2 separate regions of the Bos taurus genome follow, and region 2 is linked to region 1. Evidence: chromatin contacts called from public Hi-C data. All regions are on one chromosome and are shown on one strand. The core of a region is the stretch at or near the end of the contact, and the rest is flanking DNA. Distances in the headings are between cores, read along the strand shown. Region 1 holds the start of PACSIN3 (protein kinase C and casein kinase substrate in neurons 3). Region 2 overlaps DDB2 (damage specific DNA binding protein 2).

The links. A called contact is a pair of places that touch in the nucleus more often than the background predicts.
Region 2: a contact with region 1 is called in a Hi-C map of skeletal muscle, with 2.0 times the contacts expected there. The contact joins the enhancer-like site here to the promoter of PACSIN3 in region 1. A contact is called at or near these places in 2 of 11 Hi-C or Micro-C datasets (skeletal muscle and an unstated tissue).

What each region holds. Positions count from the first base shown.
Region 1 is chr15:77,080,756-77,086,931 of ARS-UCD2.0, forward strand. It overlaps PACSIN3 (protein kinase C and casein kinase substrate in neurons 3), which reads right to left and starts at 2,873. Exons shown (of 10, transcript NM_001191420.1): 1 at 2,794-2,873.
Region 2 is chr15:77,115,068-77,121,243 of ARS-UCD2.0, forward strand. DDB2 (damage specific DNA binding protein 2) reads left to right here. Exons shown (of 10, transcript NM_001075788.1): 7 at 293-435; 8 at 2,134-2,298; 9 at 2,438-2,483; 10 at 2,777-3,155. The coding sequence ends at 2,826. It overlaps ACP2 (acid phosphatase 2, lysosomal), which reads right to left. Exons shown (of 11, transcript NM_001357044.1): 10 at 5,897-6,072; 11 at 3,239-4,161. The coding sequence ends at 3,995. Among named protein-coding and RNA genes, the nearest start is that of ACP2, 7.4 kb to the right of the region's middle. Within about 2 kb of position 2,979, at least 2 of the 102 cell types and tissues checked have an H3K27ac peak or open chromatin away from gene starts, as enhancers often do. A contact at or near this core is called in skeletal muscle, where this site is marked.

The DNA.
Region 1 (6,176 bases), core at 1,623-4,122:
CCTTCTTCCCTCTTTCTGTGCCAACACTGGCATAAGACTCAAGGCAGCAAACAAGAACTGTGAGGAGCCTGACGGTCACAAGGGACACTCGTCCTGCTCCACAGCATCCCTGAGGTCCCACAGGATTCCGTGAATAATGAGTAACTCAGCCCCACCCTCCAAAAGCCCAGAGTCTGGGGCAGCACAAGGTGTCAGACAGGTGATCAGCCAGTTACAATAGTGCGTTCCAGGACTGCGGGGGAGGGCAAGGCAGATTCCAGCCCCAGAGCTCCCCCTGGGGGAGCTAGAGGACCCAGAGGCACGCGGCCACTCCCTGCCTGTCCCTGGGCAGGGTCTCAGCTGTCCCCAGCATCAACCCCCTAGAAGGAAACCACTTCCTCCTCTGAACAAACCCCAGGGACATGGCCAGGCCCGGGAGAACAGTGTGTTCATTGCCTCCAAGGCAGGGCTTTATGACAGTTCTCCCCCAAACTAACTCCCTCCCCACCCTCCAAAACTCAAGTGAGGGCTTCCCGGGTGGCTCGGTAAAGAATCCACCTGCCAATACAGGAGACTTGGGTTTAATCCCTGGGTCAGGAAGGTCCCTTGGAGAAGGAAACCCACTACACTCTTCTTGCCTGGGAAATTCCATGGACAGAGGAGCCTGGCAGGCTATAGTTCATGGGGTCACAAAGAGTCAGACACAACTTAGCAACTAAACAAATGATACTTTAAATGGGTGAATTGTGTGGTATATGTCAATAAAGCTGTTATTACAAAAAAGAAAACTGGGTAGGCATCTTCTCCAGGCACCATCCCATTCCTCCATCCCCAATCCCCACCCCTCTCTCCGGGTATATATCACATTGGGTATATATCTCCGGGTATATATCACATTGGCTTGCGACTACAGGCCAGGATCTATCCTCAGTCACTGGCAGAGACTTCCTAAGGGTCCAGTTTGTGTTCCTCCAGGCACTGGAGTTAGTAGCTGAATTTAAAACACACACGACATCCACCTGAAGACCAGGAAACGCACAGGATAAGGCAGCTTTGAGAAAACATGGCCTGCGTATGCTTCTGCCTCTCAGCTCACAGCAGGGAGAGCTCAGGCCCTCAGGGGAGATGCCTGGGCCCAGAGTAGAAGGATGGAGCAGCCCGCCCCGCCGGGGTCCTCAACGCTTCCCCCTTGCTTCTGAATCTGTCCCATTTACCCAGAAAGGACATGCCAACCAGATGGAGAGAAACAGAGCTGCAGCTGTAAACCCCAGGGCCTCAAGAGCTGTCCCAGCCAGGCATCCAGGGGCCGGGGCCCCTTGCCTGCCCCAGCCTCCTGGCTCCCGGCTCCCAGGAGAGCTGCCCCCCACCCGTTCCCTCTCTCTGGCCCCAGAACAGAGCGAGCTGTGTGTGCAGGGCTGGCACCGCTCCCTCCGGCCTCCCAGAGCAAACACGAGCCCAAGCCCCAGGCACAGCCAGCCCCACTGCCCCAGCGGACCCAGCAATGGGGGAATGGGCCTGTGCCTTGACCCCTGCTCAGGAGGGCCAGTACCCTATGCCTCCTGACCCCGGCAGAGACCCAGCCTGCTCCCCAGAACACACTCTTGCCATGGCCAAGAGCTCGGGAAGCAGATCATGAACCTTCCCAGCCCAGGGAGCCAGCACCTAACTGGGCTGGGACTTGCCGCTGGGGCTTGGCAGGGTCTCCTCACAGCGTCCTGAGCCAAGGTAGGGAGTCTTGGGGTCCAGGGAAGAACCCACTTTCCCTTAGGAAGCCACTAGGTACCCCTGTCCAGACCGGCCCCAACCCTGTCCCGAAATCCCCGGGCATGGCCCTGGGAGGGAGCCCTGCTGTCCTGCCCTGCCCAGGCTCCGTCCTGAGTCACAGGCTGCGCCCAAGGACCTCTTCTCCGGCAGCCCCTCCCGATCTGCCGGCAGATTTGACCACACCGAGGTGGGCGGTAGACCGGTCCAGAGAGGGGTACTCAGGCAAGAGCCACTGGAACCTGCAGCCAGGGAGGCCCCGGAGGCTGGGGGAGGGGTGGCCCGGGAAAGGGGGAGGAGGCCGGCCCGGGAGGGGCATAACAAAGGGGCACTTTTGGAAACCCGACCGGCCCCGCCTGAGGTGCCAGCTCCCCGATGACGCACTCCAAACCGAGAGCCCTCACACCAAACCTCCGAACCCAGGGGCCGCCGGTCTCTCGCCTCAAAACCCTTATGGACGGGCGCTCTGCTTGCGGGCCAGGCGCTGCACACCTCGGAGCCGCTGGAGCCCACGAGGAGCGGCCGGGCCAGGCCTGGCCCTGGAAACTCCAGGACTTCTTGGCCAAACTCGCTGAACTCGGTCTCGGCGCGGGGTGGGGGCCCGCCGGTAACCGCTGAGGGGAGGGGGTGCACCCTGCCTTGGCCCGCGCCGCCGGCAACTCCAGATGGTGGCCCGGGACCGGCGGCCCCAGGAACTGGGGCTCTTTGCTAAGGGCGAGGGGTCGCTGGGGAGCGAGGCCCCTGCTGGGGTCCCAGGGCGGTCTGGGGCCTTTGAGGGACCCCAGGAGATGGGATGGCCCGCCAGCCCCGACGCCTCCCTACCCCCCCGCGGCGGGTCTGGGAAAGTGCCGGGCGCGCGGCGCCGCAGAAGGGTCACCCCCTCGGCGTGGCGGCAGCTCTTGCCGCGCTCCCGCAAAGCACAGCTCCCCGGGGGCTCCCGGGGCCGGAGCCGGTCCCACAGCAAACCAGGAGCGGGAGGAGGAGAGGGCGTGCTCTATCTAGCTGCGGCTCCCGCCACCGCCTCCCCGCCGTCCCCGCCCGGGCAGCACTCACCGCGTCCTCCCTGGGCGCCTCGGCGGGTGGGGGGGGGTCCGGCCACGCTCCGACCCAAGTCCTGTCGCTCCCGGGCCGGGGCCGCAACCGCCTCCCGGAGCGCGCCGAGCCCTCCCCCCGGGAAGCCCAGCCCCCAGCCCCGCCCTCTCCTCGCGCCCGCGGGCCCCAACCCCACCGGCCAGGAGCTGCCTGCATCGCGGCGACCAGCGCGGCTCCCGGGGCGCGGGCTGTGGGGTCTCGGTTCCCGCCCGAGGAGCGCCAGGGCCGCCTACCCAGGGTGGCGCTGTAAGCAGTCTGATTTCGGCTTTGCCTCTCCCCGGCCTCGGCAGAACCTGGGAGAGCCGTGGAAGCGGGAAGGAGTCCGGCCTGCACCGGCTGTCTTTGGAGGGAGGCCTGGGGGAGTGCTACACTGCCTTACTCTTTTTGCTGAGCACAGCTTTCTTAAAAGTTATAAGTTAACTTAGACGTTTACTTAGGCGTTAACTCTGGAGAGGCACATAACCATCCACTTGTAAGCGTTAGGATTCCCATTGTATAGATGCAGAAACTGAGGCTCAGAGACCTTTAGCACCTTGCACAAGATCTGTCGTCGAGCAGGGCCGGGACTCCAAAGCCTTGCCCTTTCCTTGCACAGCCCTCTTGGCCAATCTGATGGCCCATTCTGAGGACTGGGTACTACACGCGGTGGAGGTGGGGCAGAAAGTTATGACCTCCTCCCCCGCACGTGTTCTTATTCCCAGATTTTGTACCACGGTTCATTCTTAAATCCCTTCGCCCCTCCACCCCCTTTGTTAGTAGATCTTTCCAGATCGCCACGATGCGACCCCCCCCCAACCCTTAATAAACCCCTGCTTCCTCACCCCCTTGCCCCGCACCCTGGGATTTTTCGGAGCCTGCCTGTCGGTTATTTATATCCACTGGAGCGGTCCAAGAATGTTCTGAGTCTGACCTAATCGCCACCTGCTCGGTCTCCCGGCCCCTCCCGCTTCCTCCTGGGCCCGGTGACCCGGCGGCCGTGCCCTCCGCCTGGCAGGCGAGAGGGGGCGCAGGTCTGCGCGGTCCGACGCCCAGGGCGCTCAGAGGGTCTGGATCGCGCAAATTGCTGGGGGCCGCAAACCCTCCCGCGCTCTCGGAGGAGTGCGCCCCCAGGGGACGGCGTGCGCGCTGGGAAGCCGAGAGCCAAGCTGTTCTCTCTCTAGCACGTCCTCTCGGTCCCCACGCCCCCACCCCCACCTCTACTCTCCCCGAGGAGTGTGAGTCCCTGTGCACGGATTTTTAAACGACAGCTTTAAAAATAGCAAAATTATGTAGTTTCTAAATCCCCGAGGAATCACGGACGCGTTCTCTGCGTAGATAAATCCGCTCATAAAATGAAAAGGGGGCTTGCAGAGAATGAACGAGGATAATTTCAAACCGGCATCTAAGTCTCTGAGGACTGACTTGCCCCGCAGTCCTCGTGGGAGGGTGAAACGGCCCGTGGGGCACCCTAGACAAGCCGCGTTCGGCCCCTCGCACCTGAGGAGTGGATCCTCGCCTGGGCGCTCGCAGGGTGTGAACCCAGCAGGAGGTAGCTCCCGAGACAAGTTTCAACACCCACTCTCTTGGGGCTTGGACAAGTCCCTTTTCTCCGTATCTCTGTTTCCACCTCTATGAAACACGACATGTGACTGGGCTGACCTCCCAAAAGGGCCTGTGCAGCAGCTAATTAATGATTGTAAAACGACTGCGAATGAGAGGAGCTGAGGTAACATCTAACGACAGCCATACTGTTTTGTATTGTTTAAAATCAGTTACCATCCCACCTAGTGCCCGGAGGGGCTTTAGGCACCTGGACAGAAAGTGTGAAATCACAAGAAAGAAATGAATTACAGGAGCCACCTATCAAAAACCCATTAAAAATAAAGGCTGCAAGCCAGACTCTGGGATCTAGAGAAGTCACTCTAGAAACTCAAAAAAACAGGGCCGTTTGTCAGACCACAAAGAGAAGGGAATGCGGAGTGGAAAACATCTGGCATCCCTCAGGTTCAAATCTGGAGAAATGCTGCAGCTGATCTTCATTGCCCCTAAGGTACTGTAGGGAGAAAAAAATAACCCAAAACCCAGAGCATAGTGAGCTGCTTCAAGGGTCAGAGGAGACAGAGCTGACCTTGGAAAGCCAAAGTCCTGCTAGTGCTGCCCCAGGGTTCAGATTTCTGTGCTCCGCAGCCAGAGCCCCTGAACACTCACGGGGCTCCATCAGTGGGTTCCCAACTTGAACAGAGCTCAAGATGAGATGCCCAAGGTCAGGAGGACCAGATAGACAGAAACCCAGAGGGGCAGCTTGGTTCCCGGCACCAGGTGGCAGGTTGGTCCTCAGCCCAAGTTCACAACACTCACAGACTCACTCCCCTTGAGTTTCTGGAATGTCCTAAGGACTGTTCCTTTGTTTGTTTATTTATTTATTCACTCAGCCAATCAAGAAAACATTTGAATTTTTGCTTTATGCTAAGCCCTAGGCTGGGTGTTGGGAATACAAAAACAAAAAAGGCAGAGTCCGAGGTGTACGTTAATGATACAATATGCGCAGGAAATGCTATGGGAAAACAGAAGCAGAACAGACCACCTTTCACCGGGCGATGACACTTGACTGGTCTTGATGAGCAAGAATTAGTCATGTGAAGAGGCATTCTAGGAGGGAGCATCAGGGTGTGCCAAGCGCCGGAGGTGTTAGCATATGACATGGTGACCCAGCAATTCCACTTTTTGGTATCTACCCCAGCCAAAAGTGTACAAGTCTAGGAAAAGGTCCGAGGATGTTTGCATATAGTATTGTTTGCAGTAAGGGAGAAACTTGAAAACAAATGGGTAGTGGTTGGGTGACATCCCTGGGGGTCCAGTGGTTGGTTGGGACTCTGCCCTTCTACTGCAGGGGGCCATGGGTTCGATCCCTGATCAGAGCAATGAGATCCTACATGCCATGTGGTGTCGTCAAAAAAAATTTTTTTTAATGAAGAAAAAAAAAAAAGAGGCCATTGGTTGAATAACCTAAAGTCCATTCATGCTTTTGGATTACTCTGCAATAACCTAAGAACAGGAGAGATAAAGATATGTTCCTATATGAAGACATCCAAGATACTGTTGCATACAAAAAAACAAAGTGCAAAACACTCAAAAATTCAGAGAATATGCACCAAACTGATTTTGGTGATTTTCTCTAGAGAGAGGCTTCCCAGATGGCTCAATGGTAAAGAATCTGCCTGTCAATGCAGAAGACGCAGGAGACACCAGTCTGATCCCTATGTCAAGAAGATCCCTTGGAGTAGGAAATCGCAACCCACTTCAGTATTCTGGCCTGGAAAATTCCATGGACAGAGGAGCCTGGCGGGCCACAGTCCCTAGGGTTG
Region 2 (6,176 bases), core at 1,729-4,228, 34 kb after region 1:
GACCTCGGCCTTCCTGCAGACCCCGCCGACCCGCCGTTTCAGGGCCTTTCCCGCAAAGCGTAGAAGCCACTCAGCCAGGCCTTAACCCCGCACAGCGTTGGCCAGGCCGAGGTCCCGAGCCCTCCTGTCTCTAGCCGCCCTCCCAGCCGCTGAGCCTCTTGGGTGTTTGTTCACGGCCCAGATCACGGCCCTGCCACCTGTCTCTAGGAAGCAGTGGGAGGGAGGTGCCCCTGCGGGCCAGGATAGGGCCCACCTGGGGTCCCTTGAGCTCAGGGGCTTTTCGCTTTGCCAGCTCACTTCAGTCCCGATGGAGCCCAGCTCCTGACTACTGACCAGAAAAGTGAGATCCGGGTTTACTCTGCTTGCCAGTGGGACTGCCCGCCAAGCCTGATCCCACATCCTCACCGCCACTTCCAGCACCTGACACCCATCAAGGTAAGTGATGGTGGGGAGGCGGCGCTGGACAGGGCAGCCGCAGCCGCAGCCCCAGCCCCAGCCCTCTTCTCACCGTGGCTCACTCTGCACCTTTGGTCCAGCTCTGTGAGCCCGTTTTGCTGAGTCTTCGTCATGTCTCTTTGATAAGTGGATTTTCCTGAGTTCTTTCCACGCAGCCCAGGCATTTTCTGAGATCCTGACCCTCTGTTCTGCCCTCAGTTTTGGTGACCTGTGTGTGCAGCTGACCCACGAGCTAACTTGGATTAGTTAGCCAAGCCATTTATGGCTTCTCTAGCCTTAACCCCCAAGGCTTCCAACCTTCAAGTCCTCCATGCCTGCTGCCCCCCGTCCCCCCCGCCGCTGCCAGTCTGAACTCTGCCAGTCCTCCTGCTGCCCAGGTTATACTCTTTTCTAGAACCACAGTCCCTCTTCGGACTTCCGGAGCTCATGCCTGCACTTGTGTAGTCAGGAGAGCACAGTTCAGGTGGGCAGAGCCCATTCCCCCGCCCCCCAGGTTAGACTCCTTCAGCAAATCACTCGCAGTAGGGATCCCAATGTCCTCATCTATAAAGAGGGAATAATAGTATCTGACTGACAGGTGGTGGTTGTGAGTTTGAACCCAAGTACTTAAAGCATGTGGCAACATGCTTGGCGCCTAGGAAGTACTCAGGAAATAATGATTTGGTATGAGAATGGCCCCCACGTCGTACCTCAACCCTAGAGTAGGAAATGGCAGCCCACTCCAGTATTCTTGCCTGGAGAATCCCATGGACAGAGGAGCCTGGTGGGCTACAGGGTCACATAGGGTCACAAAGAGTTGGATACGACTGAGCAACTTAGCGTAGCGTAACGTACCTCACATCTAATCCAAGCTGTCTGTAATGTCAGCCCTTCAGCGGTTGGTGTTCCCGTTGACCCTTTCTTCCTTATCTCCCTCTTGGTATCAATCAGCCAGACCAACTGACAGCATCCCAGGTGTGACCTGTGACTTATTTCCAAGCCATTGCCTGTAGCACCTCTTTCTTCCTGCTAACCGTGTCTTGTCCCCTTCAGAACTTCCTTGAAAAGCTTTCTTGGAAAAATCCCATCCAGTTCTGTCATCCCAGTAGCTGCTCAGTTTGTTTTGAGTGGGGTGATCTGGGAACAGAGAGGTCCTCCCCCGTTTCAGCCACTTGCCATTTTCTACTCAACTCCCTGATGTTGGAGGGAGAGCTGTGGGATGAGCTCAGAACCGAGGTCTAATTTGCAATGCAGATCCCTGGGTCGGGAAGACCCCCTGGAGAAGGGAATGGCAACCCACTCCAGTGTTCCTGCCTGGAGAATCCCACGGACAGAGGAGCCTGGCGGGCTACAGTCCACGGGTCACAAAGAGTCGGACACGGCTGAGCAACTATACCATCGCTTTCGCTCGGGTCGCGCTGATGTTAAAATACTTATCAGCTGGTGCAGTGTCAGAAAATGCAGAGAGAAGGCCTGCATGTGTCCTGAGGATCACAGGAAGGTCAGCTGGGGATTTTACATTTTCGATGGTAGATGCACGTGCACTTCAAAACCATTCTTGTTTCATGTAGGTCTTACCTCTGTTGTTAAATTGCTGGCAGTTGTATTAACCGTTGTTGTCAGTGGCAAAGGTACTTCTGCTGTCCCTCTCAATGCTGTTCTGCATTTACTCCTGTGACCTGCCTCTCCATCTCCTAGGCAAGCTGGCATCCTCGGTACAACCTCATTGTCGTGGGCCGATACCCAGATCCTAATTTCAAAAGTTGTTCCCCCCATGAATTAAGGACGATCGATGTGTTTGATGGAAGCTCAGGAAAGATCATGTATCAGCTGTATGACCCAGAATCTTCTGGTATCATGTCGGTGAGGCCTGGGCCCTCAAATAATAAATGGGAGGAGGCAGGGATTGAACCTCATGGATCAAAAATGACCAATTACTCCTCACATGCCCTTCTTCTGCTACCTCCACTCCCTCCTCATGCTCATCCCCTTGTCTCTGCAGCTCAATGAATTCAATCCCATGGGGGACACGCTGGCCTCCGTGATGGGTGAGTGTACATGAGGCCGGTCAAGCCCAGCCTACTCCCCAAGGTTCAGTGCAGGCTCACCCCAGCTTAGCATTGCTCCAGCCACCCCCAGGATATAGTCAGTGAAGATGGCAACCAGGAGCCCACGGTCTCTTTGGACCGAGGGCCGTCCTTCTCGCTGAGTCTTGGCCACAGCAATGCCTGGCTGCTGCCCGGATTCCTGGTGTCTCCTGACCAAGTGCTAGGTTCCCCACGCCAGCTCCAAGTTCTCAGAGGCTGATGATGGAAGGTGCCTCTGGTCTCACTCCTCCTAGGTTATCACATTCTCGTTTGGAGCCCGGAGGATGCTGGGACTCAGAAATGAGAGACGTTAATGAAGCGGGGGCGAAGCAGGGGCTTGGAGCCCCACGAGGACAAGTTCTTTGACGAGAGGCGGCTTCATGTTAAAGGGCCGAGGTATCAGAGTCCCAGCGTTGGAGCTGGGGCACTGGGACCGTGACATGGGGACCGGACACGTGCGTGGGCTGAGCTCCAGGAACTCCAGAGTTGGCAGACTTGCTGTGCCAAGGGCCTCTGCTGTACGTGGCCTGGAGCCGAGCTTCTCTCCTTTCTCCTCTCTGACACTCAGTGCTCAGGTAGTGGTTTTTGATCTGTGCTCGCTATTCACATGGCCAATAAAACATACCCAGCTGACCTTCTGAGTGGATCTTCCAGCTCCGATCTGGTCAAAGGGCTTCTCAGCTCCCCAGAATGAAGAAAAGGCATAGAACCAGCACTGGGAGTCCCAAACCTTCATTCTCTGGAAGCTGTCTCAGTCCTATTCTGGGCCAGTCTAGAGCTGTTCAGCTCACAACCTAGGGATCCCAGCCCCACTAAGGGTGGGGACAGTGGTTTCAGGATTCTGTACCACAACTCACCGTCCCCTCTCCGCCATCCCCGACTCCCTCCCAAGCACAAACCTCCTTCCAACGGCTCAAGGAGAGGGGTGACAAAGATGCTGAAAGCATCATGTCTCACTGGAGTTAACGGTGGCGTCAGCTGGACAAACCACTGGCTGGCTCCTGGGTGACCTGGCTCCCTGGCGGGCAGTGTTTGTGCCCCCAGTGTTGGGCCGTTCTTCCCGCTAAAATAAGCACTGAGAGGTGAGAGGCAAGACCGTGTCCTTGGGGCCATCTGCCAAAGACTCTGGGTTGGAAGACAGAGCAGGGTTTGATGGAGAGGCAAAGCAGATCAAGCCCCGTCTCCTTCAGTCTTTTTCTCCGAGGTCCTGAGTGAAACCGGAGCACTTGTCTACATTTCACGTCCTTAGAAGGGAGCACGGAGGAGGCAAATCCTGTTTGGAGGAAGCCAGTGTCCGACACAGTACTTGGTTAACGTCGGGCACGTGGATGCCGGGTGACAGGTGCCTCGGGCCAAGCTGAGCCTCACTTGTTCATCTAGGTGCGGTGATCAGAGGGAGGCCCAACCCAGGGTCTCCTGTCCATGGGCTGGGGAGCAGCAACAGTCAGGAGCAAGGGCCCAGCCCACCTCCCCTAGGAGGCAGAGGGAAGGGGGCTGAGTGGTTGTCAGGCGTGGTCCTCCCCATCTGGGACGTGGCGGTAGCCAGGAGGCTGGGCCTGCACCCGGAAGAGGACGGTGAGGAGCAGTACTATGAGGAGGAAGAGGATGGAGCCGCAGACGGCCAAGGCCACGATCACCTCTAAGCACAGCGCCAGGGGAGGAGAGAAAGGTCATGTCAGTGTTCGTTCAGCAAATGTTTGGGCGCCTACCACATGCCAGGTGCCATTCCTACAACGGGGAGACCACAGGTGGCCAAGACACAGTGTCCTGTGTGGCTTTTCCCTTCTAGGAGAGGAGATGCCATGACAGGCAAATGACAGAAAGGACAGGTTAGTGGCAGATGCCGTCGAGAGAACCAAAGCCAGGCAGGTCACAGGCAAGGTGTCACCAAGAAAGCAACACACTGACCTGAGCCTTGGAGTCAGTCAGACACACAGAAGATCTGAGAGAAGAGTGTCCTCAGGCCAGTGGGCGGGGGTGGGGGGAGGTGGAAGCAAATGCAAGAGGGACTTAGCTCGACATGGTCTAGGAAAGAGAGTCAGTATCACCGGAGCAGACCGAGCAGGGCCTGAAGGCCACCGTAGAGAATGTGGGTTTTATTCCAGATGACGGGAAGCCCTTGGACAGTTCTGAGAAGGGTAGTGATGTGAACCGATTCATGTTTTTAAAAAATTTAACTCTGCTGTGCTGACAGACTGGTACGGCCAAGAACAAAATCAGAAAGAACGTTGGGAAGCTTTTCAGTACTTCTGGCAAGAGATGATGGTAGACTGAGCCAGAGCACGGATTTTAAAGACTGGACTGGCAGGATATGCTGGTGGTTGGAGGTGGGGGTCTGAGGAGAGGGCACTCGGAATGGCACCTCGGGACATGCTGTGCACCTGCGTGGCTGAGGCTGCACTAACTAAGGCGGGGAAGCCTTCAGGGAGAGCATGTGGGCTTAGACCTCCACTGTGAGATGGCTTAGCTGACATCCACATAGAGACCTCGAGTCCACAGCTGGATGTGCAAACCTGCGGCTCAGAGAGAAAGAGGTCAGGAGGCATAAAAAGAACTTAGCATGGAAATCGTAACATGAGGCCATAGGGCTGGGTAAGCTCACTTGAGTAGAGGGCATCAGTGGGGAAAGAGCCAGGCTGATGAGCCCGGGGCCATCTGCTGGTTAGTGGGGAGGAGAAGCCAGTAAAGAAAGCTGCCTGCGGGGAGGAGGAAGGAAACCAGAGAAAGCAAGAAAGTGGTCAAAGAAGGAGTGACCGACTCCATAACGCCGCTGACAGGTGAGAGGAGCTGACTGAAGAACTGGTTAGCTGGCTTTGGGGCTAGAGGAGGTCACTGGTCCTTAACAACAGTGACTTCTGTGGAGTGGCAGGTGACGGAAGACTGTCCAGTGTGAGTCTGAGAATGAGCGGCAAGGAGGTGACAGCAGAGTCTAGGCAACTCTTTGAAGGATCCCATCCGAAAGGGGGAGAACGGGAGTGGCACCGGAGAAGGAGGTGGGCCAAAGGAGTCTCTGTTAGGCTCTGCAACGGGACTGATCTGGCAGAGCGGCGACACCGAGCACTGGGGCCCACGTGGAGGTCAGAGGAAACGAACCCAGGGTGTAAGTGGAAACGCGGGCCCCCAGCGGGGGCTCACGCCAAGGAGAGGGCCAGGACACCAGGTGGGGGAAGGATGAGATGGTCCTCTCCCTCCCAGCTGCAAGGCTTTCCTCACGCTGTAAGAAGGGCATTGCCTGAGGGTGAGGAGTGCGTCTCAGGGTGGGAAGGAGACTGTCTGGGAACCCGCACCAGGATTGGAAGTGCTCTGGAGACCTCTGGGTAGGAACCAGGAGCCGTTCTGGGCCTCGGCCAGCACAGAGGCAGACGGCAACTCACCTGTGTCTGCGGGCCCGCCTGCCAGCTGGCACTCCTGCAGCCAATCCTTGGGCACGACCGGCTCTGTGAGGCGGAGGAAGTCCTGCAGCGGGCAGCGGTGAGAGCAGCCGGGCAGGGTCAGGGGCCACGGGGCCCTGTGACTCTCATTCCGGAAGTACATCTCCACCGAGAAATTCCTGCGGGTGGGTGGGAAGCACGAGGGCAGTGGCTCCCCAGGCTAACAGCGTCCCCTCAGGCTGCCCACAGCCCCGCCCTCCACTTGGGCGCCCCTCCCGAGGGC